3 separate regions of the Sus scrofa genome follow, and all the other regions are linked to region 2. Evidence: chromatin contacts called from public promoter capture Hi-C data. All regions are on one chromosome and are shown on one strand. Each heading gives the region's core, a stretch centred on a gene start, on an enhancer-like site or on the middle of the called end of the contact. The rest is flanking DNA. Distances are from core to core; before and after follow the strand shown. Region 1 holds the start of TMEM219 (insulin-like growth factor-binding protein 3 receptor). Region 2 holds the start of CD2BP2 (CD2 antigen cytoplasmic tail-binding protein 2). Region 3 holds the start of INO80E (INO80 complex subunit E).

Region 1 (3,917 bases), core at 1,108-3,607, 210 kb before region 2:
CTATATGTGTCTTCATAATCCCCATCTTCATGCCTTCTGGCTGGAGGAGCACATTCCTAAGCCTCAGTTCAAGCCCTGTATCCTTGGAAAAGCCTGTCTTCACCATCCCGGCTTGACGCCCTTCTGAGTATTCTCATTGTACCTTTGTTCTACGGTACCCACTTAAAGGTATTTACTTTTTAAAAAATTTTATTTTATTATTATTTTTTGTCTTTTTTGCCTTTTCTGGGGCCGCTCCCATGGCATATGGAGGTTCCCTGGCTAGGGGTCGAATCAGAGCTGTAGCCGCCGACCTACACCAGAGCCACAGCCACGCGGGATCCGAGCCGCATCTGCGACCTACACCACAGCTCACTGCAAGGCCGGATCCTTAACCCACTGAGCAAGGCCAGGGATCAAACCCGCAACCTTGTGGTTCCTAGTCGGATTCATTAACCACTGCGCCACGACGGGAACTCCTTAAAGGTATCTACTTCTGTTCACATCTGTATCTTTTTCTTTCCTTTTTTTTTTTTTTTTTTTTTTTTAAAGCTGCATCCGTGGCACATGGAAGTTTCCAGGCCAGGGATCAAATCTACACCACAGCTGTAACCAGAACCATAGTAGCGGCAATGCTGGGTCCTTAACCCACCGATCAAGGCCAGGGATTGAACCCATATCCTCACAGACGCTACGTCAGGGTCTTAACCCAATGAGCAACAGGAGCTCCAAACCTGAGTGTTCTGATGCCCAATCCCACAGTCCTCCTTGGTCTCACCTTTCAATCCCATCTGACTCCTGGGGACCTGGGCTTGGAATGTCTGGGTCTTGTTCCCGTCTGGATCATCTCCGAAATTCAAGGTGGTCAGTAAGCCCACGACGTGAGACTCATGCGACTTCCTGTAACTGTCCCATTCACAGGGCACAAGGTCAACTGGCCAAACAATCTCAAGAAGGAGACCCAGTCCTGTATGCAAAAGGAAGGCAGGGGAGAGGGGAGAGGAGATTAGCAACAAAAGCTGTCCTACAAAGGAAGAATGAGCATGAGGGTAAGTACTCACCTGGGGGATGTCAGGGCTGCGCAGGCCAGTCCTATGGGTGAGGAGGAAGCCACCAAGGCCCAGGCCAGAAAGGCCAAGAAGCAGCAGGATCAAAGTGGCACAGACCAGAGGTGGGTGGTGGGCCAGGCAGAGATGCAGGTTGTGCACTGCCTGGCAGCTGCCCATGGGGAGCAGAGGGGTCTGGGCCTCCAGGGAGAGCCTGCTTGAGGACAGGAAGGAAGACCTGGTCAAGAGCCTGCCAGTAAGAAGGCACTTACCCATTTTATTCAAAGGGAAGCTAAAGCCCCAAGAAGACAAGGGACTTGCTCAAGGCTACCCAGCCAGTTAGTGGCAAAGCCAGGACAAGAATCCACGGCTCTGGACTCCAAGTGTTCGTTTCCATGCACCGCTCAATGAATGCTTGCTGCATTTCATTTCTCAAGTAATCAAGGCGGAAGCAGAGCAGAGTATGCTGTACTGGAAAAAGGAACTTGAAAAGGAGAATTCCCAAGGGGAGAAATTCAGGAAGCAGCCGTTCCAGGGGCCCAGGGTCTGGCTGAAGAACAGTTCCAACCAACAGCCCAGGGAAGGGAAGTGCCTGATGAAAACTCCACGTTGGAGCTAAACTGCTCAATTTGAATCCTTCTCTGCCACTCACTGGCTTTGTGAGCTTCAGAATCTGTGAAATGGGAATTCTAAGAACACCAAGTAGAGGACTAAACGGAACGGATAAAACAGTTTGCATAGTACTTGCCCTTGCAGGAACTGAACAAATGTCCATTTCCTTTCTATTTCTCTGGGTCATATTGATCTTCAAAATCAGGTGAGGCAAGGCAAAAATACCGTAGGGAAAACTGGGGCTTGAGGACTTTTTAATACGGGAGTGGTAGGGCCAAGGTCTGAAACCCGTCTCCTGCTTCCAAGTGGAGTGCTCTTTCCCAGGCGAGAAGCGACAGCCTGATGAAAAGGAACATCTGGAAGGCGAGCTAAACATATGGGATGGGGGGAAAGGAGGGCTCCAGGGAAATGCTCAACCGCGGCCCTTCCTCCCGTCCCGGCCCTTCTGGAAAGGGGGTAAAGGCAGGAAGGCGGAGGAAAGAGCCCGAGGGTCTGCGGCTGCTAGTGCCCCTAGGCCTCCCCTCCCCCGCAAAGCCCCTCCTGCAGAAGAAACTCAAAACCCGCATCCCTTCCCGGTCTAGCAGCGTCGGGTGCACCCGCCGCTCGCTCTCACCGCTCGCAGCCGGGCGGAGGCCGGCGCCCCCCACGACGTCACTCGTGGAGTCGCGAAGGGGCGGGGTCCGCGTTCCCACCCCCCCCACCCCACCCCTCGGCGGGGATTCGCATGCGCAGTGCCCAGGAGGGCGGCCACCTTGTCTTTCCTAGTCAGGGTGGGGGCGTACCAAGAGGACATCCATTGCAGGGGCAAAGGGGAAGAAGTAACACCGCGGGAGTTGAATAAAAGGGAGAGAGGCCAGGAAGCTAATCCTGAAGACGTTGTAAAACTGTACACGCTCCATCCGGAGAGATAGTGGGGGGCATTTCAACGTGAATCTCGTCGCAAGCATTTTGCTTTTGCTTGTCTCCCACCCGCGCCAATAGCACAGCCCGGCCGCGCCCAGGTTCCGGGTGAAGACTTGGGGTCCGCCCGGGGTGGGGCGGGGCTCCACAGCAAAGATTCTGGCCTTCCGGGCGGCTTTGGGGTTTGGGCTCCGCTCTTTTCTGCAGCTTAGTGGGATTTAACGTCTACACTTCATGCTTGGTCCCCGGCTTTTAGCGACTCCTTAGTACATAGGACCCTCGAGCTGCAGGGTTGCTCAATAGAGACCATCTCATTTCACTTATGCCCGCATTTTTCTAACACGAGGTCCAAATTAACCTGAAATAGCAGGGTATTTAGAGCCAAGAACTTTGGGTTCAAATCGTGACTCCATCCCTGCCCCTGTACAAGCCATAACCGTGCTTTTCTGGAGACTGAGTTTACTCCTTTGTTAAAGGGGATCATCCGACCTGTTTGGATGGGAAGATTAAGAGGTTAAAGGGGGAAAACGTGGACCTACTGAGCACACAACCAGCGCTGGACAAATGCTGTTTGAAACGGAACCTGAGTATTCAACTCTACTGAGGCTTCCTTGAGACAGAGACCATGTCTTTTCTGTACCACCCTACCCAAAAGTTTATAGCTCAGAAACCGCTCATATATGGTCAAAAGATACTCAACAAGGGTGCCAAGACCATTTAGTGGGGAAAAGCTTGTCTTTCCAACAAATTGTGTTAAAAAGACGGGAAATCCACATGCAAATGGATGAACTTACTTTACAACCTATGCAAAAGTTAATTCAAAATGCATGGAAGAACTAAATGTAAGAGCTGAAACTATACAACTGTTAGAAGAAAACATAGGGGAAACGCTTCATGATATTGGACTTGGCAACAATTTATTGAATATGATATCAAAATCATACACAACAAAAGAAAAAATAGATACACTGCATCAAAGTTTAAAACTTCTGTGTACCATAGAAGGCAATCAATAGAGTGAAAAGGCAACTCCTGGAATGGGAGGAAGTATTTGCAAATAATCTGCTAAGGAGTTAATATCTAGAATATATAAGGAACTACAGCTCAACAATAACAATGACAAAACCAACCTGATTAAAAAAATGGGCAGGAGTTCCCGTTGTGGCTCAGCGGTTGACGAATGACTAGCAACCATGAGGACGCAGGTTTGATCCCTGGCCTTGCCCAGTGGGTTAAGGATCCCTTAACTGAGCTGTGGTGTAGGTCACAGACTTGGCTTGGATCATGCATTGGTTGTTATGGCTGTGGCATGGGCCAGTGGCTATAGCTGCAATTGGACCCCTAGCCTGGGAGCTTCCATATGGCATGGCTGTGCCCTAA
Region 2 (3,450 bases), core at 565-3,064:
CTCCCTGATCTTCACCTGTGATGTGAAAAACGGGAGGGTTTTATTGCTGACAAACTGCCAGCAGGGCTCAGGCTCAGCACCTGTTGCCTCCAGGCCCAGCCATGCCAGTCCCTGGGCCTCACCCAGTCAATGTTGTCCAGCCAGCTGTCTCGGATCTGAGCATCCCGGTTCAGGAAATAGTTGCCATCAGCATCAAAGTGGCCTTCCTCCATCTCTTCCTGCAGGTTGAAAGGTGTGATCCGCACACCTCCCTCACTGGGGAGTGTGGCCGCTTCCTGACCTGCATCAAAGACACAGACGTCCCATGCAAGGCAGGCAAAAAAAAAAAAAGACAGGAGCTTCCGGTGCTCCACAAGCCCCAAAGCCCCTATTTGTTCTCCAGCAGAAAGTCAATTATTTATTTATTTATCTTTGTCTTTTCTAGGGCCGCACCTGCGGCATATGGAGGTTCCCAGGCTAGGGGCCTGATGGGAGCTGTAGCGCCAGTCTACACCAGAGCCACAGCAACGTGGGATCTGAGCTGCATCTGTGACCTACACCACAGCTCACAACAACGCTGGATCCTTAACCCACTGGGCAAGGCCAGGGATCAAACCCACAACCTCATGGTTCCTAGTAGGATTCGTTAACCACTGCGCCACGACGGGAACTCCAGAAAGTCAATTCTTGGGTGTGGCTCACCTTCCACATCCTCTGAGGCCAAGATGTCATATTTGCTGGACCCATCATCATCGTCATCCTCTTCATCGCTGTCCAAAGAGTGTTTGTCTTTGAAGCGGCTCCCAGGACCCCCTACCCCAGCCACAGAGTCCACCAACTGCGAGCAGGAACCAGAAATCAAGAGATATGCAGGTGACTATCACCCAACTCTGAGATCTAGACTCAAACTGAAAATCCCGCAAACCTATTTCTCAGAAAACAAGGAAAAGTTAGCCCTCTCCACCCATTCTTTGCCCCTCCAGATTTCTTTTCTGGCTTCTAGTTCTTTTGTCTCCCCTCAGTCCTCCCCAGAACGCAGGAATCTGGCCCCCCTCACCTTCTTGGGGACACTGATTCCATCCTCATCCTCCTCGTCTCCCACGCCTTGGAAGGTCACTTTCCTCTTTAGCATGATTGGTCAGAGGGTCTTCCCCAAGCTGAGCTGAGGGCAAGGATGCAGATTAAGGGGAACTGGGTGAGGAAGATACTCACTGCGACAGGGCCCCCTGCAAAACAGATCTTTCACTTGGTCGGACCAGATCCGGCTTGGGAGAAGAGAGAGCACAGAATCAGGGGGCAAAAAAGGAGTTGGCAACCAGGAGGCCCCCAGGGCTTGGTATGCTGGAAGGGGGACGGAGAGGTGGATGCGTGAGGAGCTCCCCACGGGCACCCCCACGCTTGACGAAAGGAGACGCCCCCCCCCACGTGACCACTCCCACTCCTGGCCCCCGCAGCCGTGGGCGCGACGGTGCTACGCGGACAGACATCCACGCCACCACCCCCAGCTTCCTCGGAGCCCGCGGGGCCCTGGCGTACCCAGACCCTGGCGCCCTGGCCAGCCCGCCCCTCCCTGCGCCGAACTCCCAACTCCACGGGGTGACCCCAACTGTCCTGGGCTGTGTACAAATTAGAAAGGCGGAAGAGCCACGGGGACACCAGCAGTCCCACGGCGCGCGCTCACCTAAGGAGCCAGGGAAGGCGGAGGAAGAATGGGAAAAAAAGCTTTTGCCAGGGCTACATCCGGGGCACCCGGCCGCCATCACCCGGAAGAGAACTGCGGAAGGCGCTGGAGAAGACCGGAAGTTCCATCCCCAGGGTTGGAGGACTAACTGTAGGCGCGGGCGGAAGTACGCGTGAGCGGGAAAAGACCCTCCCTCCCAGAAGTGACGTGAGCCGTGTGGGGCGACAATAGCGAGAAGAGGGGACGAGTGAAGGCCTAGACCCCGATCAGCAGAGAGGGACGGCCGGAAGTGGTCTTGATTCCCTTCTACTGCGGTAGAGGCTCTGGGGATTAAGTGAACGCATTTTAACTGGGAGGGGCGCCCGGGTCACGATGCGGGGGCAAAGTCCCAGCAGGGCCACTGGGTTCCTGCCCTAATTTTCCTTTCCCGGGTAGAGTCTCTTTTTCCCCAGGGCTGGTGCTGCAGCCCTCCCCTCCCCCCATCTCATTAGAAACCCTGCCTCTCCGCTCTGTGTCCACTTACCTCCCTCCTCCCAATCCAAGATGCGGCCTTGCTCTTGTCCCAGAGGGGATGCTTGGGTCTCCTGGTGGACCTTGGAGCATTTTCTGAACCCAGTTCCTTTTAGGACCCAGGGAAATCCATCGCTGCCCCCCCCCCCAACCCCTGGGGCAAGTTCCTGGTTTAGGAGAGTTCATTTGTGGCTGTGGCACCTGTGGCCAGTGCCGAGGGCAGAAGTCCCCTGTGCCCTCATTTCAGTTAGGCCTAGAAGAGGGCAGCAGTGGATACCCGTGCCTCCCATCCCAGACAGGTCCTAACCCAGGTTTTGTAATCTGGCAGAGCTAGGATTGGGAGGAGTAGGTCCCAATGCTGTGGGTACAAGACCTCATCCTCCTGAGGATACAAGTCTGAATCCCAGTAGGCCAAGGCTGTGCCCAGAAAGAACCTACTGGAGCCAGAGGAGAGCAGCACAGGGGTCCCCAGGATAACCAGATGAAACACCCTTCCTTTCTCCAGCCCCTAGGGTTTCCTCCCAGACAGGACTATCATGAAATTGCACCAACAGTCCGTGCTCAGTTTCTTCTGTGGGTACAGAACAGAGGCTCCAGATCAGGAGGGCATCCTGCTAAAGAAGGGGACCCAAAATACCAGCTACCAGCACCGCTGGTTCATCCTCCAGGGAAATTTCTTCTACCTGGAACACAAGGTGGACCACGCACCCCTAGGCCTCATCCCGTTAGAGAACTGCCAGAACCCCATGGCTTTACTATCCTGACCCCAGGGGTAGAAGGTGGGCAGGCCCACAAACTGGCAGCAGAAAACCAGGAGGAGCTGGGAGCCTGGCTGTAGGCACTGGCTGGGGCAAGCTGGAGGCGGCTGGCTGTGCTGCTACGCCCCCTGGAGGCCCAGTACCTGGAGCTGTGCCAGACAGCTAGCCAAGAGCATGGCTCACCCCCAGAAGACTGTGGCTTCCCAGCCACCTTCGGTACCCCCTCCAACTTCCAAAATCTGCATGAGCACTATAGGAAGGAGATCCCGCTACTGCAGGCAGTGCTTAGAGGGCTCCAGGAGACCAGTGATGATGAAGGCCGATCTCAGGCAGAAGTGGAGCAGGAGAGCCACCATCATCTGTTAATGAGTGACTGACAGACCCAAAGGCCAAAAGGTACCAACCTGCTAAGACTGCGTCAACAGACACCCAGATCCTGGTTGGCTCTGTCCCTCCCTCCCTCCTAGTCCTTATTCTAACCCCCTTCATCAAATAACAAGGCAGGAGCCAGGCCCAGGTACA
Region 3 (3,467 bases), core at 367-2,866, 240 kb before region 2:
AAAGTTCAGTATTCATAAATAATGCTGTTTTGTCTTTTTAAGGCTGAACCTGCAGCATATGGAGGTTCCCTGGCTAGGGGTCGAATTGGAGCTGCAGCTGCCAGCCTACACCAGAGTCACAGCCACAGCCACGGAGGACCTGAGAGGAACTCCCATAAATAATGTTCTTAAAACAAAACCAGGAGTTCCATTGTGGCTCAGTGGAAATGAACCTGATTAGCATCCATGAGGACACAGGTTCCATCCCTGGCCTCACTCAGTGGGTTAAGTATCTGGCGTTGCCGTGAGCTGTGGTGTAGGCCGGCAACTGCAGCTTTTATTCAGCTGAGACGCTGAAACAAAAGGTATATGTTCTGCAAAGTCTACTTGGCTCTTTTCCCGCTCTCTTTCCCCTTTTTCGCCGCACCTGAAGCATATGGAGGCCACACCTGAGGATCTCAGGCCAGGGATCAAATCCAAGCTGCACCTTCGACCTACACCACTGCTTTAACTGCTGCAGTGACGCGGCCGGATCTTTAACCCACTGTGCCACAGCAGGAATGCCTACTTAGCTCTTTACAGAGAACGTTTATCAACCCCTGCTTTATTCCAATCACTACCATATCACCCTGATTTTATGCCTTTCGAATCTAAAACTCTAGTTTATTTCTTTGCTCTCTTATTACACCTAATTACAATACAAATTCCCAGAAGCTTTGTGCATCTCAGTCACCACTGCATTCCCTGTGCAGAGCACAGTGCCTGAAACGAAGTAGATATCCAGTAATACTTGAGTTAACAAACAGGGGAGGTGGAGGGCAAGCAACCAGGCTTAGGAACCACCAGAGGTGTACTGGCCTCCAGTCTAAAAGGAGGGCCCAGTGAGCTGGCTGGAGCGCCAGGAGCATGTCCTCCACCAATTTTCCATGACCCTGCTCACCAGAAGAGTCTTCATCCACGTTCTCGTACTGCAGAAGTCGGTCTAGGAGGAAACTGAGGAAAGAGGCGGGGGGAACAATGAGTGTTTATTCCCATCTCTGCAACGTTCTCTTGAGCCCCCGTCCCTTCGAACTGGCCCCGTCCTCACAACAGTCCCCAGGCAGGCATCATGCATTTGTGGCCCATTCCAGGGTGGGGGCCGAATGTAGATCTACTCTGGTCTCCCTCCTCCCCTCGGAGCCTGTCTCACCTCTTGTCCCGGGACACCTTCAACAATTTTCTCTGTGCCTTCCTCAGTTCCTCCTGGAAGCACTCGTGTTCCTGTATCAAGGGCAAGGTGGATGCTGAGCCACCTGCCATCCGTAAATGGGGCTCGGAAGCCGGCCACAGAGTACCCTGCTCCCTTTACACAGAACTAAACGGACGTCCTACCAGCGCCAGGCCTCACCCCCCTCCACCTTCCCACTCCACCCAGCACTCACGTAGATGAGGAATTTGAGCTTCCGCTTCAGGTTCCGGTATTTCTTCTTGTAGTCCACTTCGCCATCCGCCGGCCCGTTCATGACTGGGTCCGGGAGTGGCGCCCCAAACCTAGTCCGGGGTCCCGCTACCCGAAAGCCGCCTCGGCCCGGCCTCTTCCGCTTCCACTTCCGGAGACTCGGCTAGGCTGTGTTCGCTGGGACTACAACTCCCAGAGTCCACCGCGCCCAGAGATCTTGACCACAGGGGGTGGCTCCGAGGGACCACCGTGAAAGGAGCGTTGTTTCCAGGGGATACGCGGAAGATGGCGCCGCCGCGACGTGAAGACGTCACAGAGATGTCGGCTGCCGAAGGGCTTCCTTACTGACTTGGAATGTGCTTAGCGATTTGAAGCCACAAGACGAATTTCTCCCTGGAATTCCTAGTCTCTAGGTGGGGACGCCCTTTTCTTTCTGTCTTTCGAAAATCACAGAGGCCTAACTGCTGCCCGTGATCACGAACGGAGGCAGCGTCGCAGGTTGATTGCGTTACCCAAAGGTTGCGGGCTGCGAATCGGTTTCTAAGGAAAACTTTCGAAGCGCTTCGTTCTTAAAAAAAAAAAAAAAAAAAAGAGGAAGGAGCTGCGAGACACCCCCCCCCCAAACACACACACTGCCCGGGGAGAGCAAGTTTTGTCTGGTAAAGTTCTCGGTCTAAGCGGCCCGCAACGGACCTTCAACGGTCGCTAGCCTCACGGCTCTACGACTCTGCGCGTGCGCAAGCTCCTGTCAAACGCGTGGACGGAGGCCGGGAAGAAAAAAGGCGGGAGCCACCAGTATTCTGGGTGGAGCAAAATGGCGCGGGAGAATGAGATGCAGGAGTTCACCCGTAGCTTCTTCCGAGGCCGCCCGGACCTCAGGTGCACCGGAGGTTGGCGTTGGGGTTGGAAAGGGCAGGGGCGGGACGGGGACTCTGTCCTGACACGTGTTTCTGCAGCACGCTTACGCACTCCATCGTGCGGCAGAGGTTCTTGGCTCACGCCGGCCGCGACCACCTGGAACCTGAGGAGAAGCAGGCGCTGAAGAGGCTAGTGGAGGAGGAGCTGCTGAAGATGCAGGTGAGGGCGCCAGCCGGGGTCACCAGAGGCGGGGGTTGTGGAGGCGGCGGCGGAGGAGCCTGAGGGGGGCGGGGCCGAAAACAACCTTGGTTCATGTTTTGCCCTCTTGATGCTCCACACAGGTGGATGAAACGGGTGCCAAGGAAGAGAGGCTCGACCTTGCCAAGAAGGCGAAGAGGTCTCCCACCCTCTGCCATGACCGAGAGAGGAAAAGGTTCCGTTTCAATTCAGAGTCAGGTTAGTGCTTTCTACATAGGTGGTCCATTCAAAACGTATTTACTTGTTGCGCGTGAGCTATGCCCCAAGGCCTTAGATGAGGGCGCTGGATGGGTGCGTCAGGCACTAGGAAAAGGGTAGACTGAGCGCTGTCTCCTACTGCCCTTCCGTCTGTCAGAGCAGGATTAGAGGCAGTTTATCCCAAGTGGAGGAAGAAAGTGACAGGAGAAACCTCTCCCAACCTTCTCTTCTCTCCACATTCCAGAGCCCAGCTCTGCAGCCTCCAGCCCAGACTGCTTCAGCCCCCCAGCAAAGAATGAGACGGCAGAAGTCAGTCCCGCTGAGGATGAAAGGCCAAAGCGTGCCTCGAAGAATGCAGTTGAGGAGAGCAGTGATGAGGAAGAACAGCAGAGAGACCTGACTGCAACGATCAGATTAGCAAACGAGGTGGTGAAGGAGAGCAGTGAGGAGGAGGAAGAGGGCTCTGCCAGGAGGAGGAAGATCTGGAAAGGAGAGAGCAGTGAGGGAGAGGAGGAGGGAAAGGAAGAGAAAGAGAACAAAGATGAGGAAGACGAAAAGGCACCCAAGGGCAGGACTAGGAAGAAGCCCGGGGCAAAGAACAAGCAGGCCTCAGGCAGGGCCTCAGCCAGCCGGAAGCTGGCCAGGGAGGCGAGTGAGGACAGTGAGGATGAACCTGCCGAGAGGATAGGAAAGAAGGTGGGAGGAAAGGAAGGAGCTAGAAGCCACCAGGAAAGTG

What was found. Promoter capture Hi-C pulls out the DNA fragments that hold promoters and counts their contacts.
Region 1: a contact with region 2 is called in a promoter capture Hi-C map of fetal skeletal muscle, with 5 times the contacts expected there. The contact joins the promoter of TMEM219 here to the promoter of CD2BP2 in region 2. A contact is called at or near these places in 2 of 5 promoter capture datasets (fetal skeletal muscle and liver) and 2 of 2 datasets of contacts at active chromatin or transcription factors (alveolar macrophages and skeletal muscle).
Region 3: a promoter capture Hi-C map of liver shows a contact between it and region 2, with 3 times the contacts expected there. The contact joins the promoter of INO80E here to the promoter of CD2BP2 in region 2. A contact is called at or near these places in 2 of 5 promoter capture datasets (fetal liver and liver), 1 of 47 Hi-C or Micro-C datasets (heart right ventricle) and 1 of 2 datasets of contacts at active chromatin or transcription factors (alveolar macrophages).

Annotation. Positions count from the first base shown.
Region 1 is chr3:18,165,211-18,169,127 of Sscrofa11.1, reverse strand. TMEM219 (insulin-like growth factor-binding protein 3 receptor) reads right to left here and starts at 2,357. Exons shown (of 7, transcript XM_021088010.1): 1 at 2,251-2,357; 2 at 1,041-1,239; 3 at 877-946; 4 at 758-874. The coding sequence starts at 1,205.
Region 2 is chr3:17,956,061-17,959,510 of Sscrofa11.1, reverse strand. It overlaps CD2BP2 (CD2 antigen cytoplasmic tail-binding protein 2), which reads right to left and starts at 1,814. Exons shown (of 7, transcript XM_003354536.4): 1 at 1,661-1,814; 2 at 1,037-1,141; 3 at 682-817; 4 at 123-280; 5 at 1-15. The coding sequence starts at 1,111. It overlaps TBC1D10B (TBC1 domain family member 10B), which reads right to left. Exons shown (of 10, transcript NM_001244423.1): 10 at 3,442-3,450.
Region 3 is chr3:18,200,241-18,203,707 of Sscrofa11.1, reverse strand. INO80E (INO80 complex subunit E) reads right to left here and starts at 1,616. Exons shown (of 6, transcript XM_021088007.1): 1 at 1,401-1,616; 2 at 1,169-1,239; 3 at 920-972. The coding sequence starts at 1,481. HIRIP3 (HIRA-interacting protein 3) reads left to right here and starts at 1,801. Exons shown (of 8, transcript XM_021087988.1): 1 at 1,801-2,296; 2 at 2,374-2,494; 3 at 2,617-2,731; 4 at 2,976-3,467. The coding sequence starts at 2,232.